Linked DNA regions of Mus musculus: all the other regions are linked to region 3. The links are chromatin contacts, called in public HiChIP or PLAC-seq maps. All regions are on one chromosome and are shown on one strand. The core of a region is the stretch at or near the end of the contact, and the rest is flanking DNA. Distances in the headings are between cores, read along the strand shown.

Region 1 (4,879 bases), core at 1,947-4,446, 840 kb before region 3:
GACTCACAGGGCTGTTTTGAGGGTTCGCTATTGGAAAGCCTCCTGCTTCTTTGAAAAGCCCCTTTCTGCATTCAAACATTACGAGAGCAATTTTAAACATCTTCAAATATCTGAGAGTCTTGGGATTCCTTTCCTGAATTTGAAGCTGGCAGGTGGCTTTGCCTACCTCAGCCAAGCTTGCGGAGCTGCAAGAGTGTTTATTTTCCAATCAGACTGTCTATCTAAGAGGTCAGGTGAGCCGAAAAACCAAAAAGAACCGGTGGGCACCGGACCTCCCACGCCCCACAGCCCTGCACCGCTCTGTTGCGCTCAGCCAGAAGGCAGCTGGCATAGTTTCCTACCTTGGTCTTTTCATCAGTGATTTCTTTTCCCTCCTCTGTACAAATCTTTTGACTGTAGTAACTTCATCCTTTGAGGAACAAAGTGGGAAGTGCTCCCAACAAACTCAAATAGCTTTAGCCACGATCTAAAGTAATTTGATGGGGGAATAAATTGGTAACTGGTTTTCGGGAAAGGGAGGCACTGAGATAGAATACAACCAGCAGTAAGATTGACGTGCAGCGTTCACGTAATCACAACAGAGAAGATAGATGAAGTGTTCGGCATCTAAACTCTGGAGCCAGGAGCTGGGCTAGGGTTCCAGCTCGGCTCTATTTCTTATTTCTCGTGTCACTAAGGCTCCTATCTCTCAAGCTTAGGTGTTGTGAGCACCCAGTGGGGCTGCTGAGGACCCAGTACCTGCTGCACAAAGGGCTGGCTTTTCTGGAGCTCCGTAAACGGGCGTTGCTGTTGCTGTGCCTTGGAAGGGATGCTGGCGTGTTTATATTATCCCGACAGGGCTGTCACCTGTGTCAAAGCTGCTCACTCAACATTGAAGAAGCCTTTGAAGGCAGCTGAAGCCAATCAAGGAGATCATGGAGACGAGACAATCAGGAAATCTTTACAAGTGACACTTTTAAAGAAGGTTTAGTCTCCCATGAGTTCAGATCGGTCTGAGGAACTTCCTAGGGACTGTGATTTGAATGAGGTCTTATACAACTTGGCTAAGAAAAAAAAAAATGAAGTGCTTTCATCCAGGAAATAATGTGCAGAAAAAGAGGAGAAACAAGAAAGACTTATTTTTTTGGAGTGGGGGGGGTGTTAAAAATCAAATTATTGGCATGACTGTGCATTGCTGAGACTCAAACCCAGGGCCTTCATGCATGCCAGTCAATACGAACCTTCCCCTTTCTCCATAAAGGTAAAAGTAACACAGCATTTTGATATTTGATGTATATGTATATATATCAAATACACACACACACACACACAGACACACACACATGCACACACACACAGACACACACACATGCACACACACACAGACCACACACACACACACACACACACACACACACACGCACACACACACGAATGCACGCACACACAATCTTATTGAAGATAGAGTTTTCATACACTGTATTCTGGTTGTGGTCCCCTCCCTCTCTATTTCTCTCAGTTTTCCCCTCCCCTCTCCTCCCCTCCCACTGAGGTCCACTCCCTTTCTGTCTTTCCTTAGAAAACAAACAGGCTTCTAAGGGATAATAATAAAATATAATGAGATAAAACAAAAACAAATCAGAATCTAACAAAACAAACAAACAGAAGGCACAAGAACTCAAGAAAAGGCACAAGAATCAGCTGCAGACAAAGAGACTCACTTCTTGGCACACCCATAAAACCGCAAACCTGGAATCCATGGTGTATACACAAAACCTATAAAGTAAAACTAATTGTAATAAAATAACAGTAACTTTTTCTTGCACCACCACTACCCGGTGTATTTATTTATTTATTTTAATAAAAAAGCTCTGACGTAAGGAGTTAGGAGACAAGGAACCTTAAAGTCACCACTGGGTTCCTTTTCAGTCGGCCTCTCCTGTTGGGCACTGCAGCCTGCCCTTAAGAGTGGTTTGTTTCTCCAGTGAGACTTCCTTGGAGAAAACAAAATTTTCATTTCCAAGTGGTTATAGATTGGAGAGAGTTTCTGGATTAGCACTGTGGAGTGTGTCCTCTCCTCCTTTCATCTGCATCTGGTGCAGGACACCCCCCCCCCCCCGCCCCGCCCCGCGTGCTACCTCCATCTCTGGGAGTTCATATGTGCACCAGTCCTGTTGTGTTTAAAAGTCTTGTTTCCTTGGTATCTTCCACCCCTCTGGCTCTTTTTGCCTCCTCTTCCCCTCCGGGTTTCCTGAGCCCCAAAGGAAGGGCTGAATAATATTTATATTTGAAAAGACAGTCTTGAAGCTTTTGTGAGTTAATGCATTTGACACTTTCTTTTAAAATATGTCCCCTTCCTCGTCGGTTTGACTATAGTATGAAGAAAAGTGTATTTATTGGCGAACTATAGGGGTTGCAGATTTTTATATAACCCACCATGTCTTGATGACACCCCAGGCAGATCGTGTCCACTAGGTGGCGCGCATGGGCCTTCGCTGTAATGCTGTGGGTTTTCTAAACCAGGCTAGGGAGCGCTGTGCTATCCCTGGTGAGGCAGCTTGCCCAAGACCAACTCCAAATGCCTTAAGCCTGGGGTTCCCACAGCTGCAGCTTGCAGCCTGATCAACCTCAAACCGCAGGCTGCAAAACCAGAAGCCCCTGAAGCGGCTTCAAACCAAAACACTGAGGTGGACAATGCCATGGCTATTTAGAGGAAAGGGATAAAGACACGAGGGGAGCATTAAAAAGAACGAGATCCTTCTGCACTGGTTTTCATGACAGTATAATTTTCTCTCATGTTGTAAGGTTGAGCACAACGTGAAATCGAGGCTAGATTCTGATGCAGATTTCAGAGTGGGAGGGGAAGGCATTTTGTTTTTCTTTAGGAGAGCGCCAGCTGATTCCCTTTATTTTCCAGATGAAACGCTGACGGCTTTGTCATAGTTTTATCCTTTATTACTGGTCTAAAAAGGGACAGGTGTCTTCCTTCCAATCCGAAGCAGCAAGTAATGGCTTTGGCATCATTTCTTTGCCTCTTTTAAGTTTATGGAAACCCATTTCTCATTGTTAGGCTAAAGATGCAGATCAGAACGGAGGAGCCTGATTCTTGTCACAGGAAGGCTGCTTCTCAGGCGATTAGAAAGCAGCAGCCGGGAGTCTTGACAGGAACGCGTGACAGATAGCTATGGCAACGCAGTTACAGACCCCGCACGCAGGGCCTCCAAAGCCCTGGGTTACCCCGCACGCACGCGTACAACTCTGCTTAGGAGCAACCCTGAGACCGGTTCTACGCGTTTCTGCAAAGCTTGCCTGTGCTGGTTTATCTGAGCTGGCTGAAGGCGGTGGGGGAACACGAGGCCTTTTTCCTGTAGTGTAGCTCAATGCAGCAGCATCTCTGTCTTGGGTTCAAGGGTACCCCGATTCTGTAATTACAGATCGGCAAGCTCATTTTGATTTCGGCCAAAATAACTCTTAAAAAATTTAAAGGTATCTTTGTGTGTCTGGTGTTTTGCCTGCACCATATCCTGAGCACAAAATAAGATTTTTTTAAAAGTCAAATTTATAGTTCCTGTAAAATAATAATAAAAGTACCTTTTTTTGTACTTGCCCAGGGTTCTTATGTATGTAATCCTCTTTTTATGGTGCTGATGGCAGGCTTTCAATGGATTTCTTAAGATCTCTTCCAATGGTATATAATCTTGGTTCAGAAATATGCATTAGTTCAACAAACCCAGACAGAAAAGTAATTAGGGGTGTATGGAAATAGTGGAGTAGGGACAGAGTGATTCTTTTAAAATGGGCTTTCCTAATAATTTCGTTTACTTAAAGAAAGGTGGGTGAACTATCTGCATTTCTGGAAGGCGTGTTGCCTCTTATTCAACCTGTGCTTATTGTTTCAAAAGACAGGAATTAACAAGCAGAAATAAAGCACCTTTTCTACAGCAAAACATTTAATTTTACTTACTAAAATGTTAGATTTCAATACAGACCCAGGAGCCAGCAATGTCTGATATATTACTAGAGAAACATCTGGAAGTGGCTGTAAGGACGGCTGAGTGAGTGTAAGGTTCGCGATATCATCTCTGGATGTAATATACTTCTTACCTCTGGGTGGCGCTGTTCAACTGCTTCTTGTTTTTATGTGCCGTTGAAAACCTTTGCTTCCTGTTAGATGCATTCCTGAAAGAATCTGTTAAAGAGACATTTCCTCTATCCACAGTTACGCCTTAAATAACTTTCTTGTCACATGGATATAAATTTAAAGTGGTTGTGATATGCCATTTTAATTACCAAAAGATGACCAAATAATATTAAAGATTGTTTATATGGGCAATTGGCCAGGTTAAAAACCCGATCTCATCTTGCTGGAGAAGAAATCATCTATTTACATTTTGATAGGCATTTAACCTGAAAAGACCATTCAAACACTAGAGTTTTAGTTTAAATTTGTTGTCACTTTTAAATCCATAAAGATGTTTCAGTAGAAGCCAGTTTTATGAAAGGGAAGGGTAGATATTGGGAAAAACTCCAACCAATTAAAATGTTATTTAAAAATCTAACATTAGTCACTAAGATAGTATTTTCACTTAAATTCAAAGCTAAACACCTTCAATATTAAACAAAACAATACAAAACAAAACAACAACAACCACAACACACACACAGAACAAAAACCTTCAGAAACCTATCTTTATCTTCAGAATTCTTCTTTCCAGAACAGGATTGCTTTAGTAAGTAGCAATTATGTTTACAATCTTGGAAAATGTATGGTAGGTAGCCATTACATCTCTTACAAACCCACAGTGAGTTAGTATTGTGGGCCAAGAGAACACATGTCGGTTGGTTTTTAAGACGTCTAATTCTTTATTCAAAACTCAGGGCCAGTCAGAAATGCCAGATG
Region 2 (5,027 bases), core at 30-2,529, 670 kb before region 3:
AAAACAAAGTTAAAAAGAGGAAGACCGGGAGAATTCCTGCTGAAGCTTTTGTGCCAATGTGCAGTGACAGAACTGAAAAATGTTGCCGATGTCCAAAGTGATTGGTAATTACCAAGCCATTGAATTTTTTATTGTCAATTTATCATTGCGCCAGAGGTTAAATTTAACATCTTCTTCTAAAGCCATCACTCTAAGAAGGCGGCCTGCGCGTCACGTGGCTCAGAGTCAGCAAAAGGTCAATCAGGTATCTCTTCTGTGTGCATGCGCCTCCAAACCCTCCCTTCCCGGCCTCCTCGGACTGCCTCCTACCCAGCTGTTAGTACCTGCGACTTCCAGATAAGCATCAGATGCTGTCTCACACACGCACACGCACACGCACACGCACACACACTTCTCTCTGCATTGGTATTTATTAAGAACCCTGGTGTAAGAAAAGAATTATTTTCTAAGTAAGAGAAGCTCCATTAGTTTAAGTCCCTGCCGGTCCTTAAGGTGCAACTAAACGAAGATGTCACTCAATCTCTCTCTGTCGCCCTGTCTCTGTCTCTCAGTCTCTCTCTTTGTCTCTCTACCTCTTTCTCTCTCGTTAGAGGCACTAGAAGAACTCGTATGACCTTCATTAAAGCAAAATTAAAATTACACAGTTTCAACGGACTTAGATTTCTTTTTTTCTTTTTTCTTTTTTCTTTTTTTTTTCTTTTTGCACAGGATGTCTTTTTTATTAATAGTTGAAGGGGAAAACCCGTAGTTTAAAAGGAAGGGGATATTTATCCACATGAATGCCGCACAGTTGAAATAACTGTGTCTTTAAAAAGCATTCGGAAGTGTTCGTCGGATCCGGAGCAGAGAGTGAAATCCCACAGGGGCAGCTTCTGTCCACAAAGCAGCGTGAATTCTTGAATCCATCTTGAATGTTACTTGCTTCAGTCTTTTTGTTGTTTGCTTATGCTTGCTTCCTCTTCCATATGCAATTTGAAATGTAGAGCAGTTTCTTATTAAGGGAATGATACATATTTTCTAGAAATTAAAAATAGAAAGAGCCTTTGGGGAGACTTGAAAAAAATCAATTTGTGTATTAATTACTGCAATTCATTATTCAAATAAAAGTGGGCTCAACCTCTCATTGGATACAAATTTCGGGACAGGGATGTTTGTAAAAGACAAAGCCTGAATTCTGATCATGTTAATCTGCAGATCAAAGGCTCTGTGAGTCTGCGCCTGGTGGAGCTCCTCTGGGGATAGAGGAACCAGGCTCTATCCCAGGCAGGGGCAATGAGTTATTACCGCTGAATACAAAAGCTGGCCACGTGACTGTCACCTTACCAGCAGTGGCAGGAGTCCTCCTGCCTAGGTTTCCTGAGACCTTGCTTTTCTGAGCCTTCACTTTTCTATAATTAAATCCGAACCATAAAAGCCATACCTGTCAAATGACCTCCAGCCGCCCTCATAAACAACACTGGGAATTTTGCTGGTAGCAGGCAGGCTTTGGGAAAGAACATTGGAAAATGTCCTGTTTAACCACCTCCAGCCTTCTCTCTCACACTGAACTATTTTCTTCTCTCTCCCCTTATTTCTTCCCACACTAAGCTTTATGCTCCCCCATTTTGGATTTTTTTTTTTTGGTAGGGGGCTGGAAAACACATAGCAAGTAAAAAATATAATATATTGAAAAGATTCTGCCGTCTTCTGAATTAGTAACCTGTCCTTTTAGGAAGAAGAGAAGGTGGGATGAAGGAATGTAATTTTTCTAACAGCGTTTGGCTGCATTTCTTTGATCATGTTTTATGGCTGGAGGATAAATTACCACGTGAAGGTTTCTGTTTAAAACCTGAGCGTGTTTAGTATGATTTGAATCCTGCCGTATAGTCGCCTCTCGCCTGAGCAAGTCTTAATGCAAAGGACAGCAGCTCAGAGAGTAGCGCGCATTAGTGAGTTCTTCTCAGCTATTGGAATCTCCTACTATTTTAATTGGATTCTTTCCAAAACTGCAACTAATTAAGAATCAATTCAGAACCATTAGCAAGTGGGACAAGCTAGCTGGTGCTGCATATTTCAAAAGAGTTAGTTTTAATGAGAGGTGTTACTAGGTGGGGGTGGGGCTGGGTGTGTGTGTGGGGGGAGAGAAACAGATTAAAGATAGTGTAGGGACCGTCTTTGGCTACCTGAACGACTAATGGTACACAAAAAGATGCTGAATTTGTAGTCCTCTGTAATTGCTCTACCTACTGTTCTTAGAGAAACTTTAAACACACAAATGCAGGCATTTAGGGGTGTGTTAGAGGTTCAGTAGCTATTTATAAATGTTACAAATGGTTGGCTTCAGTAGTGGAGCGCCCTTCTCATTGGAGAACCATATGTTGTCTGCTTTCAGTCGCGTTAACCTCGGTCCCGTCAACCCGCTTTCTCTTCCCTGGGCTTTGTGCTGGCGCACATCTGTGTATCAGACTGCAGTGCCTGCAGATGGTGTTTTTTAATTTGTTCGAGGGTTAGCTGTGCCATATTTTTGACAGCTGTTCTCCAGGTCCTTTACCACAGAGGAAAACTTTGTGAGAACCCGGTGTTGGGGAGGGAAATCTGATTCGCAAGCCCTCATTAGTTGCTTCTGTTCTTTCTTGGATCTTGGTACCCAGTCCTTTGTTATCAGAGTTGTGTGTTGACGCACCTCCCTAGAGAATGAAGGTGAAAAGTTAGTGTGCGGTGAACCTGCTTTGACCATTACATTCTGAATATATGTGTGGTTTCAATGGGTAGCGGAATATTTAATCATTAGGGAGGGAAGGCAATAAATCAAATGTCTGAACTTAGATGCATTATCTGATGTGCTTGATTTCAGAGTTAACCTTCTTTGTGGACTTCTGTCGTGAGAAATTACCTGGACCAAGTTTCTTCATTTGAAGCAATCATAACCCAACTACGGTGCTCTTATGATTGTAAGATAATAGCAATAAAAAAAAAGAGACGGTTGGCTTCTAGAAGTGGACGCGGACAATAAAAATATATTACTCTATGGGAAAATAAGTTAACTAAGTTTGGGTTTGATTACATGTTTGAGGTGGGGTAGAGTAGAGATTGAAAAGGCAATTACAAGAATATTGCAGACTTATGAGTTTAAAGGATTCTGTAAGGTGCGTATGGCTAAGAGACTCATGAATGTTTATTGAGAATAGTTTCTTTTTGCTTAAAAAATACTATCAAGACAATGGAGAAGCCCCTTTGAATCTGTGCACTGTGATCTATAGTTGGGCTCCCAATGTGGGGAATTGTTTCTTGTACACACTGCTATACACCGACAGTCTTCCATGACTACCCTATAGCCCCTTTCCACATCTAATCAGTCACCAAGACAAGCCAATTTTCCCTCCATTGCTCAGTTGTCATCTTCCCCCTGCTTTGCTTCTTAGTTTAGTCTGTATAACTTCTTTAAAATATTTGTATTTATTCTCTGAGAATTTCATATACATATACAGTGTATTTTAATCATATCCACAACCCACTCCTCCTTGATTCCCCCATGATGCCCCATTGCTTACCTCTGTTCCAGCAAAGGACCTTCACCTCGCCTCTTCCATCCACTCTCACTCTTCCAATCCTTCCGCTAATGCACCAGGCTTTTGCTGCTGTCTCAGTTGTCACATTATAACTTAATTATCAATTCGCTCACTTTCCCCCATCTTAGGCTGTGATCTGTTTAAGGACAAGGACTAAATCTTTCATACCTATATCTCAGACCCTAAAGAATGCATGCAGTAGGAGATCAAGAGAAACAATCTGAATTACCTCCTACTACCCTGTCCAAGCTGTGAGCAGATAGCAGGAGTGGGACTCACAAAACTCTGTGTCTATATGAACTTCAGATTCATGTCAATCAATGGCTGTGAAAATGAGCAGTGAGTTCCAAACCTTGCTTGTCTGGATGGGTGCTGTTATGCAAAGTTTAGGTCTTGGTCAGGCTTACAATGACCATTGGGAAATACATGGAAGGAATCTGAAGTGCCAAGGAATCCTGCAACTCCCAAGTTTAAAAGCTTCACACCACCACGTATTTCAGAAGAATAGATAATTTAGGGAAGTTGAAGAATGAAATTCTCTTGGGCCAAGAGTATGTGCTTGCTTGGATGTCAATTCTTCATGGTTTCTTTGGGCCCATGTTCTAGGTTGACTCCATAACTTACTTTGACCATTGAATAATACCAAATGTAACATAGCCAGAGATGTAAAGTGCTCTGGGTATTGCCGTCACATGAAGATATTCAGGTGGGGTATTAAGAGCTGAAAGGTACATGACTTGGTTACCCTCCGGGCTCTAACCAACTCCAGACAATCTTCAGGATACACGAGGAAACCATTATGAATCTCTTGCACCTAGCTGACCGTCTAACTGATCGCAACAGCTTTGGCATGAGTCCAAAGCAGCTAGTGCCATCTCAGACCAGCAGCACCTTGGAGCTGACCAATGCCTTGTGAGCAAGAATAAACAAATATTTCTGAGGTCTCTATGTTTTGGGTGACATATTATGAAGAAGAAGGCTAAGTAATATGAGGCTATCAAGTAACATCTCCATTCCAGCTGGCCAGAAGAGTATACTACATCAGAAGTCCCAATGGAATAGAAAAATGATGCAAAAAAAAAAACCATAATCAATTTTAAATCTAGTGATGTTTTTGATCCTTCATGTAACATTCAAGTACACCATCCAACCTGGCATGGGCAAGTAGTGAAAAAGCCCAAGAATTGTTGTGTTGAAGTGGAAATCAGTGAACAAGAAAACCCCTTCCCAGCAGTTCCAGGGGCCTGTCCTCTCTTTGCATCTATCTGTTTTCTAGTCTGGATCTCAGGTCCCTAAAGGCTGCCCAGAATCCTTTCAGTGATTTCTTTCCTCCCATTAAATGAAGTAGTTACTTAAAACCAAGGACAGTATAGTGGGTGATACTCCATTATTATAGTTTTAAAAGAGAAATTGGGGTCAAGACTTCACAAAGCAGGCTGGCTAATCACATTAGTTGAGGTTCAGTTACTGAAATAAAGA
Region 3 (4,710 bases), core at 1,918-4,417:
CCCACCCCAGACACACACACACAGAGGAACCCCACTCCCCATCCCGCCTCCAGGGCGGGCGCAGAGGACGCGGCCGCCAGCCGGTAGGGTGATTAACTCACCGTTTGTCTTTCTCGAAGAGTTCCAGGTGGACGCGGGAACACCGGCGAGCGACGGCAGCCGGGTCAGCGCGCGTCGTGTGGCCGGCCGCGCGGACCAAGCCGGCTTTGTGCCGAGCGTCCGACCTCCCGGGCAGGCGGCCGCTATTGTTCCCGCGGGCGGCCGGAGTTCTGAGACTGGAAAACACACCAGCCTCCTGCTTACAGTGACCCTAAGGTCCGGGGACCGAATAGGGGTTTCCTTTGTGTTCTGCCAGCCTGGGATGGCGTCGGCTCTACTCTAAGGAATGGCAGACAGGAGTGAGGGACACGGGGACCAACTCCCCAGAGCAATCCTCCTGTGACCCACTTTCCTGCGTGGCACAGAGAAGAAGGTGGGGAGGGCTAGGGTATTTGCAGGCCAAGGAAGTGAACAATAGAGCCATTAAAGGGTCTTCCAGTCTCCTTTCTTTAAGAAAGGGCCTTGTCTGCTTTAAGTCTCTGCCCCTCTGGTCCATCATCTATGTATCTGTACAAAAAGCTCTCCGTGAATCCTGACTTATACCGCGATCTGCTTTTCCTCTGGTTCTCTTTAATGTTAATCCCCACTCTGGCAATTTTTCCAAACCTTATTGAAAAATGAGCCAGACTAGCCAGAGTAACCAATCGAGTGTTTTTGTCACAGGCTGTGGGTGTAGCTTAGTGGTAGCGTGTAGATTTGCCATCCGCCATATTTACCATCAGTCCAACTTCCAGGTTGCTTTTAAAAAGTGGTTATCATAAGATGAAGACCATGAAGACACATGCAATGGCCTCCACCCCCACAGACCTGATGGGATGGCGTGGTGGCATTTATATTTCTCTGCTATGGCAAAAGATTTGGCATCCTTGGGCCTTGAGCCTCCTGCCAGTCTGTTCAGTTTGGACACACTGGACATGACCTAAAATGGATTGTCTTTGAACTTTGCAACTAGACAGGCAGGATGTGAGACCTGAGGGAAATGTTTAAGGAAGGGCTTCAGATCAGGTTTATAAATCCACTTGACACTGACCTTGGACCCCAAAGGTAAGAGCATTTGTAGTGGAGTAGAAAACAAGGTAAGCTATGGTCCTCTCCATCACTTTCCTTCAGCACCAACAAAGCAGGAAGGGCAGAGGATTCATCCATCAGGCCTTGTGCTATCCATCCAGACTTTCTGAGAGAGAAATCTACAAGAGCCAGCCCTTAAAAGTGTGGCTTAGGTAAGGTTAGATAAGGCTTGGCTAGGGACAACTCAGACTCAGTTGGTTAAGTGGCTCAACACCCAAAGGTCTGTTGACCCAGGTTCTAAATATACCCTATCTGGGAAATTGCAAAGCCCAAGGGGGTGAGGGGACGGTCTGAGCCACCTGCCTTTCTTGCATACTCATAAACCTCTGTTATTTTCTTTAAGTTTCTCAAAGAAGGACCAAAGTTTTGTCAAGAACACCCAGATGAAGACCTTCCTAGACCTGTAAACTGGGATTACCAAGTTCTTGACTTCACAAGGAAGTTTCAACCAATTCTGGTAAAGTCAAAACAGACCTGTGACAATCCCTGGGTGTAAACAAGCTTGTACCCGCCATGGGGTCAAATACTTGGAAGGAAGAGTTAGCCTCTTTGTTATTCAAACTCTCTCTCTCTCCTCTCTCTCTCTCTCTCTCTCTCTCTCTCTCTCTCTCTCTCTCTCTCTCTCTCATGTTCTCCTCTTTACCTTCTCTAAAGGAAAACCGTCTGGGCTTCCAAGCCTGGTGGCTGAGGAGAGCACTTCACTCATGAACCATTGGAGTGGTACCCAGTGAGGGAGAAAGGACAGTAGCTAGCTAGCGTAGGAGATCACTGCTAGTAGTTCTTCTAGACAGAAATGTGAAAACTCTTGTTCAGCAAGGTTAGCAGCCTCTGGGGCCTCAGAAACCAATGTAGCTGACACATCTCTGATAGGGACTGGACTTGGGGCTGAACCAAGGGAAGTACAAGCTCAGTATCCTCTTCCTCTCTCCCATTTGAAAGCCTGTACACAGAAATGGTACAAATGGATGCTTAACTTAATGATTCTATCAGAGGCAGATTTTTCTCTGTCAGTTCCCTGGATGAGGTTGGTCTGTAAGCTAGAAGGCAGAATCTGTACTTGATTTCCCTTTCTCCTTTCCTTTCCTTTCCTTTCCTTTCCTTTCCTTTCCTTTCCTTTCCTTTCCTAACCTCCTTACCAGTGGCCAGGGCCACCCTCCAGGGCTTTCCATGACAACTTCGCACCCTCTCGCTAGGTCTAGGCATTCCACTCCAGAATGGACCCCGAGGTTTACAGGGATGCTAAGGAAACGGTCCCTCTTCCTCCACTCCCACCTCCATTTTGCAGCAGGGCCATACCTCTGCCTGACCGCCATCCTACGTTAATCCACATTTGTTTGCCTAGATGGAACAACCAGAGAGGCCCAAATGACTGCCACCCATGAGCCAAGGACCTGATCTCTTTCCTTTAGACCTAATACTCTACCGGAGATCCACAACCTTCCTAATCCCCACCCCCTCCTCGTCCCGCCCCCGCGCCTCAAAAACTATGGAGAAAAAGAAGGTGTGCCCAAGGCTGGACCGAAGTCATCCTGCCCCTTCTTCAAAAGAGAGACACCTCCCAAGGCCAACGCCCTCCGGAGGGGCCCAGGTGCTCCTCCCTTCTGGCATCTATTCCGTCTGGCATCTATTCCGTCTGGCATCTATTCCTCTGCAAAGGATCAGAAAGGAAGCCGCTGGCTCAATGGATTCTGGATTTCGGGTAGACCTGACTGCTTTGGGGCATCCTCAATCGGGCGGTGAAGCCTCTGGGGGCAGAGGAGCGTCGTGGGAGAGGAGCGTCGTGGGAGAAAGACAAGCTAGGCTGCTGCTTCCCTACCCATGCCAACTTCCCGGGTCTCGTCTTGAAACAAGAGCAGAGGCCTGAGACCCGGGCGCCATTGCTGGCCAGGCTCCCCTCCCCCACACTCCTTTCTTTGCTTCTCGAAGACCCGGGAGGGAGGAGGCGGCGAGCGCCTCGGTGGATAGAGCTGCTATTGTGACCTTCCCGGGCTAAGCGGGGAACCCAGCGGAGTGTGTACTGCCCGCGGTGGCGGGGGAGGAGGTGACTGTGTGCAAGCCTCGAGTGCAGAGGGGGTGGCACCCGGGAATAAATAAAGGCTTGCAACCTCGGGCACTTGGACCCTTCGGAGAGCGTTTGGTTGTGTTTAGACTTGGGTGCTTCCTAACACTAATTGCAGGCTCAAGAGGAGCGGAATTTATGGCGAAGGCCAAGGCGGCTTGTTTATAATTTATGAAGTTTTAAATGGTTGTGCCGCGGGCCCAGCTCTCTCCGGCGGGCGGCCGCGTGGGAGTGTGCCCTCCCAGAACTCGCCGCCGCCCCCACCCACGCTAGGAGTGAGTGTGCCTGTCACGTGACTCGCGTTGGTGGCAGGAAAGAACCAAGCAATTCTCTGAAGTCTCCAGAACTTCAGAAGGTAGGCGAAGGCGGCAGGTTTGGTCGAAGCGACCCCTCCCCCTTCTTCCAACATCCTCCCTCCACCGCCGGGCCTGTGAGGTTGCGGCTGCCTAGACGGTGGGAACCCCCAACCTGACACTTCCTTAGAGCCTATGTGTGAGAGGAAGCTGATGTCAGCCGGGCTAGACACTGTTTAAAGTAATCCATGAAACCCTAAGCCACAGATGACGCTTGGGGTATTGCAGACACCCGCAGACTCAGCAGATACTCCTGTGGTAACACACCGCGCTGGGAAACGCCTGGAGCCATGATGCATTATGTATTTTTATTATTATTTATGGTATGAAGAGGAGATGAGAGAAACCGGGCTGAATCTAAACAGCCTGACAATTCATCTATTTAATATTTAGCCAGTTAAGAAAGGTGGCTGTGGTTCCCTACGAGGCAGCTAGCATTTCTTTGATTTCCGTAATAGCTTAAAAAATAATTTCTTACAATTATAAATTCTGTCTAGGAATGCAAATTTCAGAGAAAACAATGTTAAGCCTTGAGAGTGGGTAAAATATGCCTTCGATTGAAGTCATTTATTCTGTTGATACAATTCTACAACATATATACTTTAAACTTGCTCAGATAGAGTGAAATTTAGCAAAAGGATAACCCCTCCCACCCCCAGCCTAACATGCCATTTTTAAAACAGCACAAAGGAACAAGGAAACTAAATATTCTTTTGAGCCATCATTACTGAGCGAAACACAAACATCCAAATAGAAAACGATTGCTGTTGCACCAGAAGAGTAGAAGTTATCTCCACACAATGGGAATTTCACCTCGTGTCACCAGGCTGGTAGTGGGAGTTGCATATTTGCCAAACCAACTAGAGATGCGTGGGTGGACTTTGCTGAAATACAAAATAATTGAACCTTGTCTGAAGGCCTTTTTCCAAGTGCTCCCTTCTATAGAAGTGGGTGTAAGTGCTCGACCCTTCCTAGAGCCACACTAATAATATTTACAAAACGATTATAAATTCTGTAGACTATTCGCCCATTTTGCACAAAGAAACAGGAGTAAGCAAGGTGTTTATACGTGTTGTGTTCTATTAATGAACCTTTCGTTATTTTACATTGTGAAGAATGTTTGTTTTCTTT

What was found. HiChIP or PLAC-seq counts read pairs in DNA pulled down with a chosen protein or histone mark.
Region 1: a contact with region 3 is called in an H3K27ac HiChIP or PLAC-seq map of differentiating embryonic stem cells, with 23 times the contacts expected there. The contact joins two enhancer-like sites. A contact is called at or near these places in 1 of 39 promoter capture datasets (embryonic stem cells), 1 of 484 Hi-C or Micro-C datasets (cortical neurons), 12 of 115 datasets of contacts at active chromatin or transcription factors (craniofacial prominence, differentiating embryonic stem cells, embryonic basal ganglia and 9 more) and 1 of 9 other capture datasets (embryonic stem cells).
Region 2: a contact with region 3 is called in an H3K4me3 HiChIP or PLAC-seq map of embryonic hindbrain, with 2.8 times the contacts expected there. The contact joins two enhancer-like sites. A contact is called at or near these places in 1 of 39 promoter capture datasets (the C10 cell line) and 1 of 115 datasets of contacts at active chromatin or transcription factors (embryonic hindbrain).

What each region holds. Positions count from the first base shown.
Region 1 is chr2:75,587,993-75,592,871 of GRCm38.p6, reverse strand. All of the region lies in intron 2 of Gm50595, which reads left to right. Among named protein-coding and RNA genes, the nearest start is that of Gm39853, 23 kb to the left of the region's middle. Within about 2 kb of position 3,196, at least 19 of the 459 cell types and tissues checked have an H3K27ac peak or open chromatin away from gene starts, as enhancers often do. A contact at or near this core is called in differentiating embryonic stem cells, where this site is marked.
Region 2 is chr2:75,420,388-75,425,414 of GRCm38.p6, reverse strand. No RefSeq gene overlaps it. Among named protein-coding and RNA genes, the nearest start is that of 9430019J16Rik, 21 kb to the left of the region's middle. RefSeq lists an enhancer at 839-3,213. Within about 2 kb of position 1,279, at least 24 of the 459 cell types and tissues checked have an H3K27ac peak or open chromatin away from gene starts, as enhancers often do.
Region 3 is chr2:74,748,443-74,753,152 of GRCm38.p6, reverse strand. Haglr (Hoxd antisense growth associated long non-coding RNA) reads left to right here. Exons shown (of 3, transcript NR_110445.1): 2 at 1,511-1,624; 3 at 2,510-4,710. Gm14424 (predicted gene 14424) reads right to left here and starts at 469. Exons shown (of 2, transcript NR_110447.1): 1 at 102-469. Within about 2 kb of position 3,167, at least 60 of the 459 cell types and tissues checked have an H3K27ac peak or open chromatin away from gene starts, as enhancers often do. A contact at or near this core is called in differentiating embryonic stem cells, where this site is marked.